Linked DNA regions of Oryctolagus cuniculus: region 2 is linked to region 1. Evidence: chromatin contacts called from public Micro-C data. All regions are on one chromosome and are shown on one strand. Each heading gives the region's core, a stretch centred on a gene start, on an enhancer-like site or on the middle of the called end of the contact. The rest is flanking DNA. Distances are from core to core; before and after follow the strand shown.

Evidence for each region. A called contact is a pair of places that touch in the nucleus more often than the background predicts.
Region 2: a contact with region 1 is called in a Micro-C map of ear pinna, with 2.7 times the contacts expected there. The contact joins the promoter of VAC14 here to the promoter of CMTR2 in region 1. A contact is called at or near these places in 2 of 6 Hi-C or Micro-C datasets (ear pinna and an unstated tissue).

The regions. Positions count from the first base shown.
Region 1 is chr18:55,955,761-55,962,705 of mOryCun1.1, forward strand. It overlaps CMTR2 (cap methyltransferase 2), which reads left to right and starts at 4,162. Exons shown (of 2, transcript XM_051847018.2): 1 at 4,162-4,363.
Region 2 is chr18:56,450,919-56,457,863 of mOryCun1.1, forward strand. It overlaps VAC14 (VAC14 component of PIKFYVE complex), which reads left to right and starts at 4,124. Exons shown (of 20, transcript XM_017342353.3): 1 at 4,124-4,533.

The DNA of each region.
Region 1 (6,945 bases), core at 2,912-5,411:
GATGGTTCAACTAGCTGGGTCCCTCTCACCCATGTGGGAGACTCGGATTGGGTTCTCAGCTGTCAGTTTTTTCCTGATAGAACCCCAGTCATTGTAGACATTTGAAGAGTGAACCAGCATATGAGAGCATTTTCTACCCACCCCTTTGCCTCTCAAATACATAAATAAATAAGCAAAATAATAGAGACTAATTTCATTCATAGTATTTCATCTTTTCTAAAAACTTTGCAATAACCTACTGTCTTGCTTTCATGACAAATGATTGAAACCCTGCTCTTTTTTTGTTTTAATTGCTGGCTTACTGTATTTTTTTTTTTTTTTGACAGGCAGAGTGGACAGTGAGAGAGAGAGACAGAGAGAAAGGTCTTCCTTTTGCCGTTGGTTCACTCTCCAATGGCCGCCGCGGCTGGCGTGCTGCGGCCAGCGCACCGCACTGATCCGATGGCAGGAGCTTCGCCTAGTCTCCCATGGGGTGCAGGGCCCAAGCACTTGGGGCATCCTCCACTGCACTCCCGGGCCACAGCAGAGAGCTGGCCTGGAAGAGGGGCAACCGGGACAGAATCCGGCGCCCCGACTGGGACTAGAACCCGGAGTGCCGGCGCCGCAAGGCAGAGGATTAACCTAGTGAGCTGCGGCGCCGGCCGGCTTACTGTATTTCTGGCATGGACAATAAAGATGTTCTTAAGTTACTCGAGAGAATTTGTAGGAATTTTATTTGTAACAGGCTGGCCTAGGATTCAGAGAAACCCAAGTGCAAACACCAGGCCTACCTTTTATTGACTGTGTGATCTTCAGCAACTTGCGTACTCACTTTGATTCTTAATTTCTCTGTTTATAAAATGGGGACAATGCATGTATCCACTTCATGGAGTTTTGAGAAGGTTAAATTTTTAAGGATCTCATTCTTAGCATACATTTTCTTCTCAGTGTTAGTGAATATTCTGATTATTTTAGTCTGGGCTGAGTCACTGAAAGCTTTGCTCTTGGGGACATTCCTGATAGCATGTATAAACCTCAAGGATCATAGCAATCTGTTCAAGAGATTACTTGTCCTTTACCTGGTCTTCAGTCCCCCAAAGGAACAATAGTCATATCATTGCATTTTTATTAATATTTATTAATATCATTTTAAGGCAACCAGTTGTGGCTGGCATTGTGGTACAGCAGTTGAACTGATGCTCCTGAAGACAGCATCCCATAGCAAAAGACTGGTTCAGATCCCAGCTGCTCCACTTCTGAGGCAACTCCTTGCTAATGCACCTGGAAAGCAGCGGAAGACGACCCAAGTACTTGGGCCCTGCCACCACATGGGAGACCCAGAGTTCCAGGCTCCTGACTTCTGCCTGGCCATTGTAGCCATTTGGGGAGTGAACCAGCAGATGGAAGATCCCTTTCTCTCTTGCTTCCTCTCTCTCTCTCACTCTTCCTTTCAAATAAATGAAATAAATCCTTTTTAAAAAGTAATTCCAATAATCGTTCAAATGAAAAAGATTTACAACACCAAAAGTTGATAAGAATGTAAAGTAACAAATTCTAATGTATTAGGAGAAGGGATATAAAATGGAGTAACCACTTTGGAAAGTTGGGGACTTTTAAAACAGTTACACATGAGGGTACTTCAAGGTATTCCCAGAAAAGTGGAATTAAAAGATAAATTCAGGAATGGGCATTGTGGAGTAACAGGCTAAGCCGCCACCTGCAATGCCAGCATCCCATATGGCACCGGTTTAAGTATGGGCTGCACCACTTCCGATCCAACTCCTTGCTAATGGCCTGGGAAAAGCAGTGGAACCAGGTGGGAGACTTGGATGAATTTCAGGCTTCTGGCTTTGGCCTGGCCCAGCCCTGGCCATTGTGGCCATTTGGAGAATGAATCAGTGATGGAAGATCTCTATCTCTCTCTCCATTCTCCATCTCTCTTTCTCTCTCTAACTCTGCCTTTCAAATAAATAAAAAATATTGATTTTGGTGCAAACATTGAAATCCATGCGTAATTTTTCATAATACACATTTCCATGAGCACTTTGAAGACCCCATTTGTATTTACTTCCGTGATTCTCAGAGTGTCCATAGTACAGAGGTTGAGAAACTCCGATTTACTCAATAACGTGGGCTCTACACCTACATCACTTACCTAAGTGTAAGGAACACATGCATTTAGCAAAGCATTTTGTAGCAGAATGTTCTTGGCAAGTTTACTTATAATATCCTCAAACTGTCCATCAACAGGAAAATAGATTAAAAAACTTAGGGTCCACTCATACAAGGCCATGCTACCTAGCAATAAATGGAAACAAACTACAGATACACAAAACTACCTGTCTAAATTAAAAAAAAATTTTTTTTATTTGTGAAAGGCAGAATTACAGAGAGACAGAGGCAGAAAGAGAGGTCGGTCTTCCATCCAATGGTTCAATCTCCAAATGGCTGCACTGGCCGGAGCTGAGGCAATCCAAAGCCAGGAGCCAGGAGCTTCTTTCGGCTCTCCCCTGTAGGTGCAGGGGCCCAAACACTTGGGCCATCTTCTATTGCTTTCCCAGGCCGTAGCAGAGAGCTGGATTGGAGGTGGAGCAGCTGGGACTTGAACTAGCACGCATATGGGATGTTGGCACTTCAGGTGGCAGCTTTACCTGATACGCCACAGCGCCAGCCCCTGGCTGAATATTTTTTAAAAGTACACTGAATGGAAAGAGCGTGGACACAAAAATGATGTAAACTGCATCAGTTGAATTTATGTGAAATTCTAGAGAAGGCAGAACTGTGGTGACCGGAAACAGATCTGTGGTTCCTACTAGAGCATGGGAGACTGAGAAGGAGCATGCACAGACTTTCTGGCATCAACAGGTGTTTGACAAGAGTGAGTGAGCAGAACACTGTAATTCTGCGCACCTCACTGTATGTATGAGCACCTCGAAACATGTAAATGAGAAAAAGAAAAGGCAACCAACATTGAATTTGGGAGATAATTTTCTTCGGAAGAAGTTCCTGTTGCTGCTTCTCAACCTCTCCAGTACCCTTGTTTTCAGTCCTTGTCACTTGAGACATCTTTCTGGTATATGGTGGTAGTTTATTGCAGTTATAGTTTGTGTTTTCCCAACAGTTAGTGAAGTTGAGCACATTTTCATGTCTGTTGGGGCTTTGGATCTGATCTTTTTGAAATATTCATCCATTCTTCTATTGGAATGTCTATTTGTAGGAGTTACGTGTTCTGAAACACATGTGTGTATATATAAGTATTATATATCATGTCTTCTCCCACATAGATTTCATTCTCAATGGTGTCTTTTCATGAATAGATATTCTTAATTTTAATATGCTCAAATTATTATTTTTCTTTTATCATTAGTGTCTTTTGTGTCCACTTCAGGGTCACAAGGACATTCTTAGGTTTTCTTACTGACTTTTAGAATGCAGATAAGCCGTCCAACTGAAATTTTCTTTTTGTTTATGATGGGAGGAGAGAACAAATCGAGTTTTTTCCATGTCGCTATCCCACTGACCTAGCACCATTGTTTTGAAAGGATAAGCGCTTGTCCACTAGTGCATGTTCTGAAGGACTTGTAAAGAAGTATTTTCTGTTCCTAGCTATCTGCACAAACACTGGAAGCGCCTCGCATCGCTCTGCGCTCTCCCGTTCGCGCGCAGCACTGTTGACGGCCTGCTGGCGCCGCATGGGCTGTGTCTGTGTTGCATGGTGGCACCATGAACACGGTCGTAGACGTCCTTGAAGTTACACTTGGGCAGTCTCCATTTTGTTGCTGTTATTTTTGAGGTGCTGAAATGAACGCTTTGTCCCGACTGCCTGAGGATAAGTCGCGGGAGGAGGGCTGCGGGCCCTCATGCACACCTGTCTGCAGTGAGCGTCGCCCCCACCACTCCTGGGCTCCCCTACAGGGGCCACTTTAAATCTCAACTGGGCCAGGAGACGCTTTCATTTCCAGTTCTCTTTTCGTAGTAGGAAAACAACTCTGTGCACCCTTATTAGCTATTTAATTCACTTTTTTGTTTGTTCGTTTGTTTTTGGGCTGTTTCTGCGGGAGTTTGTAATTCTGCGGCCACCACGTCCGGAAAAGATCAGCCCCGCCCCAAACCCGCTCCCACTTCTCCACCCTCGAGGGGCGGGGCCAAGGGCGCTCCGGCTGCGCGCGCAGCTTCTGTTGCCATAGCAGCCGGGCGGGACGGGAGACGGGGGCTTCCCAGCTCCGGTATCCCGCGGAGAAACGAAACCTGAGGGAGAGAAGTCCCCGGCGCTGCGTAACGTAGACGCCGTGACGCAAGCCCCGCCTGGAGGGCGCGTGCGCAGTGTGACCGTGAGGGCCCTCGGGCGGCCGCGGCGGGCGTTCCGTGACAGCGTGACCTGGAGGTGGGTCCGGGTACCACCAGGAGCGCCCCCCGCCCCCCGAGCCTCCTGGCTGGCAACCCCGCTGTCCAGGGGCTGGGTTCGCCGAGGACCCAAAGGAGCGACCACCCCGGGAAGCATCCCTGGGGGCGGAAATGGAGACTGGTGCCCTCGCGTGAGGCGGGCGAGTGGAAGCGCCGCGGCTCCAGACTGTGGGCTCCCTGGTGGGCGCGAGCCAAGGTAATCCAGGCCGGGTCGAGAGCCCGGGTCCTCCTCCCAGTTTCCGGGGTGCGAGACAGGAGCCGGGACGGAGTGCTCTCCACTCATTTCCGCCCCTGGAAATGAGCTCTTGGGGCGCCCCGGGGCCATGGTGAGCGCGGGAGACGCGCTTGTGTCGCTGGAAGAAGTTGGTCGAAGCACTTCTATAACTCCTCTCCGGGTGTGGACCGGAGAGGGAACAGCTGTGCGGGTTGCACGTTAGGCTCAGGGGTTTTACAGGTGTTCCCCTTGTGGCTTCGGGCGGGGCGCTACGTGACTTTCTGCGGGAGTCCGCAGTATAAGCAGAGTGTTTCTGGCCCACCCAGCAGACTTATGATGCCACAAAGCTCTGTGGAGTGCCTAGTGCACAGAACATGATTCCCAGACATTCTGTCAGCCACACGCTGCGGGCCGCAGAGATGAACTGTGGGTTAGAAGGAAGGGGCTGCCTTGGGAGAAGGAAACATGCCGCAAGAAAGGGAATGCGAGAGGCAGTTGGAAGTGAGCAAGGCAGGGTAGCCTCCGCTTACTGGAAGGTGAGGGAATGAGTTAGGCGGAGGGTCCGGCCGCTGCAAGGCCTTGGGCCTGGAAGGTGCCTGGGGTCTTGCAGGGCGGCTGCAGCAGAGTGAGTGAGGGGCGTGATGATGACAGGTGGCACGCGGCCGGGGTGCAGTCAGGAAGCATGGGTGTGTTGGATCACCGTAGTTGTCCTCCGGCGCAGGTAATTCTATAGATTGCACAGCCCACCTTTAGCCACTGATTGATAAGTGACCGAAATCCAGCTTTTTCCAAAACCTAGTTGAGATGCAAGCATGATGGCGGTGGCCAGTAGGCACTGTGTAGTTAAGACAGAAGAGGCTGTGATGGACTTCACCGGCCCTTGTTGAGGATTTCAGTGAATGCAGAAAGGCCTCGCTGTCGCTTTCAGAATTGTCTGGGTGTGAGCGTAGCTACTAACGGTGCAAATCAAAACAGAAACTCCTAAGTGAGAAGAGATGTTGATGGGTAATCTTGACTGAGAACAACTTTTTACACGTAATTTGTACACACCTTGTGGCAAACAAACTGCTACTAAGGTACAGTAATGACACCTGTTAGTTCAGGGAGTACACACACCGCTAATGTGGACAGGCTTCTAAATAATTGAAACATGAAAAGGTGAAAACTGCACTAAAATATCAATACAAAAGTAAATGCTAGTAGAATACAGTCACCTGGATATTGTTGTACTTATTATGTCAGTAGCACAATTTAAAAAGTATTTTAAAAGTTTATTTGTGAGGCAGAGAGAGTGAGCAGCCATCTGCTAGCTGATTCAGCAAATCCCCACAAAGGCTGGAACTAGGCCAGGATGAAGCTCAGAGCCAGGAACTCAGTCCCAGTTTCCCACAGGGGTGGGAGGGACTCAATTATTTAAACTTTCACCTGTTGCCTCCCAGGGTCCCCATTAGCAGGAAGCTGGAACTGGCGGTGGAGCCAGGGCTTGGAGCCAGGTGCTGGGATTGGACGCGTGGGCACCTTCAGTGCTAGGCTATCTGTCCTAGCTGCTCATTTCTGTTTCCCAAACATTTGTCAGTTTTTCCACATTGAACAAATTTCGATTCAACAGGGTATGCTCAGTGAGACAGAATCCATGATTGAGTCACTTATTGGTGACCATCACATGAACAGGTGTGTAAGACTTGCTGCTCTTTCTGCTGGAACTCACATTTTCCAGCCTACAGCATCCAGCCATTCTCCTTTCTCTTATTCTCCTTTCCCTAGGGGATGGGTGTTCTTGGTTTCTTAGGCAGCATTAGACAGAATGTAGAGTGACTGTGTATTTAATAAAAATACTTTTTCATTTTAAGCTTATGCTGCCAAAGTATGTAAGGAGTTTTAGGAGCAAGAAGAAATAATGAGACTTTAGAGTGTGGAGCTGACCAGCCATATGAGAGACAGGAATCTGGTTTAGAGACATGCCAAGGTGAACTGTTGGTCAGTTTCAGCAACAGGCAGAAAGAGACTAGAGTTCAGGTGCCAAGAGTTTACAGGCAGTTTAATGGTGAGTTTAGCTGGGGACCTGTATTGGTGATTGGAACTACCAAAGTTGCATGTTGATTTTAAGGGTGAAATCTTCATAGAGGAACTATGCAGCAGTTTTAGCAGCCCGAGTAGCAAATTAAGTGGCTTTTGGTAAGATAGCAGGACCAAGTACCAGATTCATGTGCAGGATCTTTTCCTAGAAGGAGATGAGGTATGGAAGGAATGGAAAAACGCTAAAAACCTCTTTTTAGAGCTTGACTGAAGGTCATGTTCGGGGATGAATCTCTGTTTGAGACCACGTGGTTGGTGTCACAGCCTTGGGT
Region 2 (6,945 bases), core at 2,874-5,373, 500 kb after region 1:
ACTCGAGTCGGGAATCCCTCCCAGGGAAGGTCCACATCCCAGTTGGACACAATGGAACTACAGCTATTTTGTGTGCACATAAAGAGTGACAATTAATTCCTGGCCTTCCTCAAGCACCACTCTGGAAGCCACGCCTCCAAGGAGCAAGGAAGCACAGCCCCAGCCCAGAGCCTTGGCTCCCCAGCCGCCCCTCCCCCAGGCCTTGCAGTGTGTGTTAGTAGGGTCAGTCACCTGTTGGTGACACCTGCTGAGACAAAGGGGGTCAAGGACCCGCCCCAGTGGACTTGCTTCTGCAGACAGGCCTGTGCCAGAGGACCCCCTGCCTGCAGCTCCTCCCTCCCTGCCTCTCTTTCCACCTACAAGAGAGGGAGGAGGCATGGAAGAAGACGGCCACTCGGGAATGCATGCAGTAAGGAAGAGGGGCTCCAAAACGGTCCCTGGGCCAGCAGCAGCACCTGGGGATTTCTTGAACATTCCGACTCTCAGTGCGCACCACAGGCCTACCGAGGGAGAAGCGACAGGGCTGCGCCTGCCAGAGGTGTTTCGTGACGGATCGGGCCCCTTCTGCTTCTCTGGTGCCTCCCCACGACCTTTAGCCTAGCACATGTCCATACAGATCCACTACTAAATTAAGCTTTTTCAAAAATATTTGTAAACTCAGACCTGTACTTACCTAGTAAGTCGCGTTTGTGACCACAGAAGATGGCATTAGTAGGTGTGAAGAGAAAGAGCTGTGGCCCCCGCTGGGCGTGGCACACTGAGTCCAACCATTCCTGCAGGGAGACACCCATCAAGTCAGAGGTGACAATATGACGAGGTCAGCGAAGGCCGCCCGGTCTCACGGCGCCCCAATTGCAGGCCTCCCTGACCTCTGAAGCCTGCAGCCACCTTGCCTGAAACCCCTTTGCTGCTGGAGAATCTGTTTCTCCCAATTCGAGATCTGGGACAATGTTTTATGTCATCACCAGCGTCCTCTTAGCTGCTACTAAGGTTTGTCCCAGAACTATTCCCAGTTCTGTCCCAACAAGCCGACACCACACAGATGCTCAGGTGGATAAGCACTGGGAGATGATGGCCAGTGGGCCGGCAGCCTCATCGGTTACCCGCTGCGCCCGAAGAACCGGAGTGAGGTGGGGCTGGCCAGTGTAGAGGGGCCGGTTGGCTTCCTCTGCAGCACCCCTGCCCGCCTAATCGTGCACACATAACCTCAGCTAGTTGGCATTTTTTTAAATAATTATTTTATTTATTTGAAAGAGTTACAGAGAAAGGTAAAGGTCTTCCATTCCGCTGGTTCACTCCCCAAATGACCACAACGGCCAGAGCTGAGCTGATCTGAAGCCAGAAGGCAGGGTCTCCCATGTAGGTGTAGGGGCCAGGCCATCTTCTACTGCTTTCCCAGGCCATAGCAGAGAGCTGGATCAGAAGAGGAGCAGCCAGGACTCGAACCAGCACCCCATGGGATGCCGTTGCTGCAGGCTGGGGCTTTAACCCGCTGTACCGCAGCGCCAGCCCCAGTTGGCATTTCCGGAAACATCACTTCTTTGTGGGAGCTTCTAATCTAAAACTAGGATAAGGGATTGGTTTGGGCCTTGAATAAGAAACTGATTTCCCAGCACCCTGATCCAAAATGTAATTTCAGGAAGAGAGAGTTCCTTGTGGTAAAAAAATTTTTAAATTTCCTCCTTGTTTCAGTTATTAAAAACCATAACACGCTAGAACCCACTGGGGAATTCAGTTCACCTTTAAGAAAAATTCAAACCAAAAACCAAAGAAACAGATGAACAATTACATTAGATAGTAGTGGAAACGAATACACATTGAGGAAATAGACCCAAATCACTCCCATGAATTTAACTTTTCATTATTTTGCATAAGCCATCATCAAAATCCTAACAGCACAAACTTTGCCAAACATTCGGAAAAGGCTTTTGGTAGCAACACTTTATACAGAAGAGAGAGGAGGAAACCATTCTGTAGTACATCCTGCAGCTGAGTCTGTATTTTTGGAAGCTTTCACATTGTTGGCTCACCTAACTTCATTCATCAGATTGTGCTGGAAAGATTTTAACAACTGAAACTCCACCGGTATGGAAAAGGCTGCTTTTCATAGGTTTGTCCAAGCATGGTTTCTCCAGGACTTTCTGGGCTTTGGATTAGCCCCTGTATTTGTTTCCTGTGGCAACATAAATTACCGCAACCCTAGCTTCGTAAAACAACACGATTTATCATCTCACAGTTTTCATGGGAGGAATGGACTGTCTAGGGTTCTTAGCTCAGAGTCCCACAAGGGTGACTTCAAGGTGCCAGCCAGCTGTGTCCTCATCATGAGGCTCAAGCTGGCAAAGATCTGTCTCCCTGCCCCCACGCGGTGTTGGGGAAATTCACCCTTGCATCCACATGACTGACATCTCCATTTTCTTAGGACCTGATGTCAGCGAACTGCTCTCAGCCACTGGAGATCCCTCTGAGGTCGGGTCCTTACCATGCGGCTGACCACGAGCAGTGATGACATGATGGTTCACTCCTCAAGGCCAGCAGGAGCTTCCTTCCCCCATTTCAGATCTCTTCTAACCATTGTAAGGACTTGCCTGATTAGATCAGGCCCACCCAAGATAGTCTCCCCCTTTTATTAACTCAGGGTCAACCGATTAGGGACCTTAACTACATCTGCAGACTCTCTTCTGCCATATAATGTAGTGGAATCATGTGAGTGATAGCCTATGATGTTTGCAAGTCTTGTTCACACTCGAGAGGACTGTACACGGCATGTAGCCAAAGGGGAGAACCCTGGGAGCTATTCTAGAATTCTGCCTACCATATAATATGACTACTCACTAACTATATATATGTGTGTGTGTGTGTGTGTGTGTGTATACTGTCATTTATTGTGTTTCTGATCTTTGTTGTGAGAATAATATTTGATTTTCAAGAGCGTTATAAGCTTTAGGTATGTGCTTTTCACTCATTAGAGAAAAGCTCCTCTCGTGTACTCTCAAACTGCTCCTATTTAAGATTTACTGGTCTAGCCTTTATCCTAAGTCCCCGTCCACGCTGGAAGCATAAGGGAGGAACTGTGCATCTCCCAGTGTCTTAGCCTGATCCCTGCTGCTATAACTTAATACCACTGACGGGGTATGTTGGAAGGAACAGAGGCTTATTTGGCTCATGATTCCGGAGGCCGAGAAGTTCCAGGGGCCTGGCGTCAGCATCTAGCAAGGACCCGGGTACCAGACCATCCCATGGTGGAAGGCAGAAGGCAAGGAGGGGCTGACTCCTTTCCTAACACACCCCCTGTGACAGCAGCTAACCCTCTCCTGCGATGCCATCCATCCTCTGGGCCTCCCCCCCAACACACACAGCGCCTTTGGGGGCGCCTATGACTCACAGCTCCCTGGTGCTGCACTTTAACTGCAACCCAGCCACAGACTGGTATTTAAAGTTTCACCACCTGGCAGCCATTTCTGTCCCACCTTTCAGTTAACTTTCAAAGCACCTGAAGGGGCTGCTTCCAGCAGCTCCATCCGCATCTGGGGCTTCTGCCCTCCGGGGCCCGGCGTCTCTTCAGGATCAGAGCCTGTTGCCACCGGCTGCTACTGGTCCCTGAAATGGTAGTAGACAAGTAACACCGGCCTTAATTGAGTTTATTTTAAAGAGTCAGGAAAAAAAAAATATATATATATATATATATAGCCATCCAGTTAAACCCATAATTTCACGGTATAAGCAAGCCTAAGGAAAGAAATTTAGATTTTTTTAAGTGAGTTGATTAAAGGAAAATATCAGATAAAGAGTATTACGGGTGGCTAATGTGAAATTAACTGGTAAGCGGCAAAGGACTGAACTTTTGAATTCGCTAAGTTTGGAATAAATTATGCCAATTATGAATCAGGCTCCTAGAAGCCCCGCGTTCCCGAGAACGTCTACACCACGTGCCAAGCCGGCAGCTGAATGGGCGGGACCCAACCCGCGGGGGACGTCGCAAACCACACACTTAGGCGGCGGCGGGGCGCTCAGAGCTGGACCCTAAACCGAGGGGCGGGGACTCCGGGGGCGTGGCAAATCCACCTGCGGCCGGCGTGCGGGGGCGTGGCCGGCTAGGGGAGGGTCCTCGCGGCGGAAGGCGGAAGCTGGGACGGAGTCATGTGACTCGAGCAACATGGCCGCTACCCCGTGAGAGCCGCCTGAGCCGGGCGGGATTGAGTTGCGCGAGCCTTTTAGGCGGCAAGGGTAAGGCGTGAGGGAGCGGGACCTGGGCCGGGGTTCCGAGGCGGCGCGCGAAGGCGGAGCGAGACAGACGGCCCGGGGCGGCGTGGTACATGAGCCGGCGCCGGCGGCAGCTTGGAGCCGCAGACTCCCGTGGCCCCGGCGCTGTCCCGGCCGCCGCGGGCTGAAGAGTCGGAGGCTGCAGGACTCCCTCGGAGCTGCCAGCATGAACCCGGAGAAGGATTTCGCGCCGCTGACGCCCAACATCGTGCGGGCCCTCAATGACAAGCTGTACGAAAAGCGGAAAGTGGCAGCGCTGGAGATCGAGAAGTAAGAACTGCTGGGACCCCGCCCTGGCCGTGCATCCCCCGCCCGCCCTCTTCCCTGCTGGGAGCCCTCGAGCCTTCCTGGGCGGTGTTGCTTCCCCAGGGTGCAGGCCCTTAGCGCAGTGCTTAAGAGCAGGCGGTATGGAGTCCTATCGGGGAGTCCCGGCTTTGTCCCCGACCTGTTGTGTGATGTGAGCCAAGTTCTTCAGCCCCAAAGGGCTGCAGTGAGAATGAAATGACACCGTGTATGTGTAGCGCTTAGCCCAATGCCTCGCTCGTGTGGTCCCAGCAGATCAGAGAGTGGCCGGCGAAGGCACAGATGTCAGCAGCGGGAGATTTTTGCTAGTGATGTAGCCCCGCCTGCTTGCTTAGCCAGCCTCTGAGAAGTGAGAGGGACTGTGAAGTGACCAAGAGGAGAATCAGATCGGAAGCCTCGCGATTGTATTATGTCTGTCAAACGACCCTTCCCAGCAAGTGGGGCTAGAGTAATCCGAAGCCTTACTGTGCGTGTGTGTAACCAGGATCTGATACCTTTGTCGTATTCCCCAGTGTACAAAAGGGGATGTTTAACTGGGTATGTTTTATTGAGGTGTTTGTAGCTGGTATTTGACCTTTGTCTATTTCCCCAGCCAAGTCTTAGTTACAAAGGCAAGTGGGGCTGTGACTTCAGAAGAGCAAGAAGAAGCAGGCAGTGAAACTGGACGAAGCCGGACTGGGAGTTAGGAGACTGGCAGCAGAAGTCTGCCCTGTCCAGTGGGGCAGCCAGTGACTGCGGATGTCGTTTAGATGCTTAAAGACAAATAGGGTTTAAAATGTAGTTCGTCAGTATCACTTTCTGTAGCAGCCACTGGTCACTGTCGGCTGCCTTGTGGGGCCTGCACCTGTGTGACAGCTCCATCGCCCCAGCGTGCTGTACTCTGTGCCAGGTTGTGATGCTCACCTTCGGGCCTCCAAAAGATTCCTTAACTCAAGCTTTCTTAGCCACAGCACCACTTTTTTTTTAAGACTGATTTTATTTCTTTGAAAGGCAGAGCGACAGGGAAAGAGGAAGAGACAGCGGTCTTCTATCTGCTGATTTACGCCCCCCCCCCCACACACACACAGAGCCACAAGGGCTGGGGCTGGCCCTGGGCCAGGCCTGAGCAAGGAACCAGGAACTCCATGGGGTGTCCTACAGGGTGGCAGGGGCCCAGGCATCTTCCACTGCTTTCCCAGGTACATTATCAGGGAGCTGGATCAGAAACGGAGCAGCTGGGACTTGAACCAGCACTCATATAGGATATGGGCATTGTAGGTGGTGGCTTAACTACTGCGCCACAGCACCAGCCTCAGCCTCAGGACTATTGAAATTTTGGGACAAATAATTCTTGACTGCAGTGTGCCTCATAGGGTTTTTAGCAGCATCTCTGACATCTACCCACTAGATGCCAGTCGCACACCATCAGTTGTAACAACTGGAGATGTCTCCAGACATTGTCAGATCTCCCTGAAGGTAGAAAATTGCCCCACTTGTGAGCCACTGCCTTAACTGCTTTGGATTTTAGTTTCCTTCTAAACTAAGGGGTTTGGTTGTTGATAAAACTCTCCATTCAGCTCTAATATTTAGTATGTCCACGACCATCAAGCTGCTTCTCTCATCAGGAACCACTTCAAAAAATTTTTTTTATTTATTTTTAATTATTTGAAAGGCAGAGAGAGAGAGAGAGATCTCTCATTTTCTTATCATTCCCACAAGAGCCTGGGCTAGGCCAGGACAAACCAAGGAGCTGGGGATCCCCTCTGGGTCTACCATGTGGGTGACAGGGATGCAGGACCCTGAGCCAGCACCTGCTGCCTCCCAGCGTGTGCACTGATAGGAAGTTGGAGTTGAGAGCAGAGCCAGGGCTCACACCCCAGCACTCCGATAGGAGATGCGGGCACCCACGCAGCATCTCAGCCATTGGCACCAAGCTCCTACCCTGGGTACCACTGTGCTGACCTCTCTTTTTATAGAGTGTTTTGTTTGCACCCTGACTCTCTAACGCTGGCCGGTCTTAATGGGAATGAACAGGTGACCAGAGATGGCGTGTGAACGTGGTTCCCTGTGCACGGGTTTTGCTGCCATTGGAGCCGCGGGGATGCCTGGCTTCGTGCATCACGTGCTCTGCGTCTCAGGAACATCTGCTTGAGCAAGGCTGGAGTCACCGCCGAGTCCTTAAATGAGAGTCTGCACCGCAGCATCCGTGCCCCTCCCGCACGCTGTGCACAGGCTCTGCTCTGCAGATACTTCTGCCAGGGTCTTGTCTTCCGGGGTGGGGGTTCACTTCATTGGACATTGCCCTTGATTTGTGGGATTCAGAGAAAAGCCCAGGGGCAAGGACCTTGTCTTATTTGTGCTCGGCACTTAGCACAGTGCTGGTGACCTCCGACAGCTGGT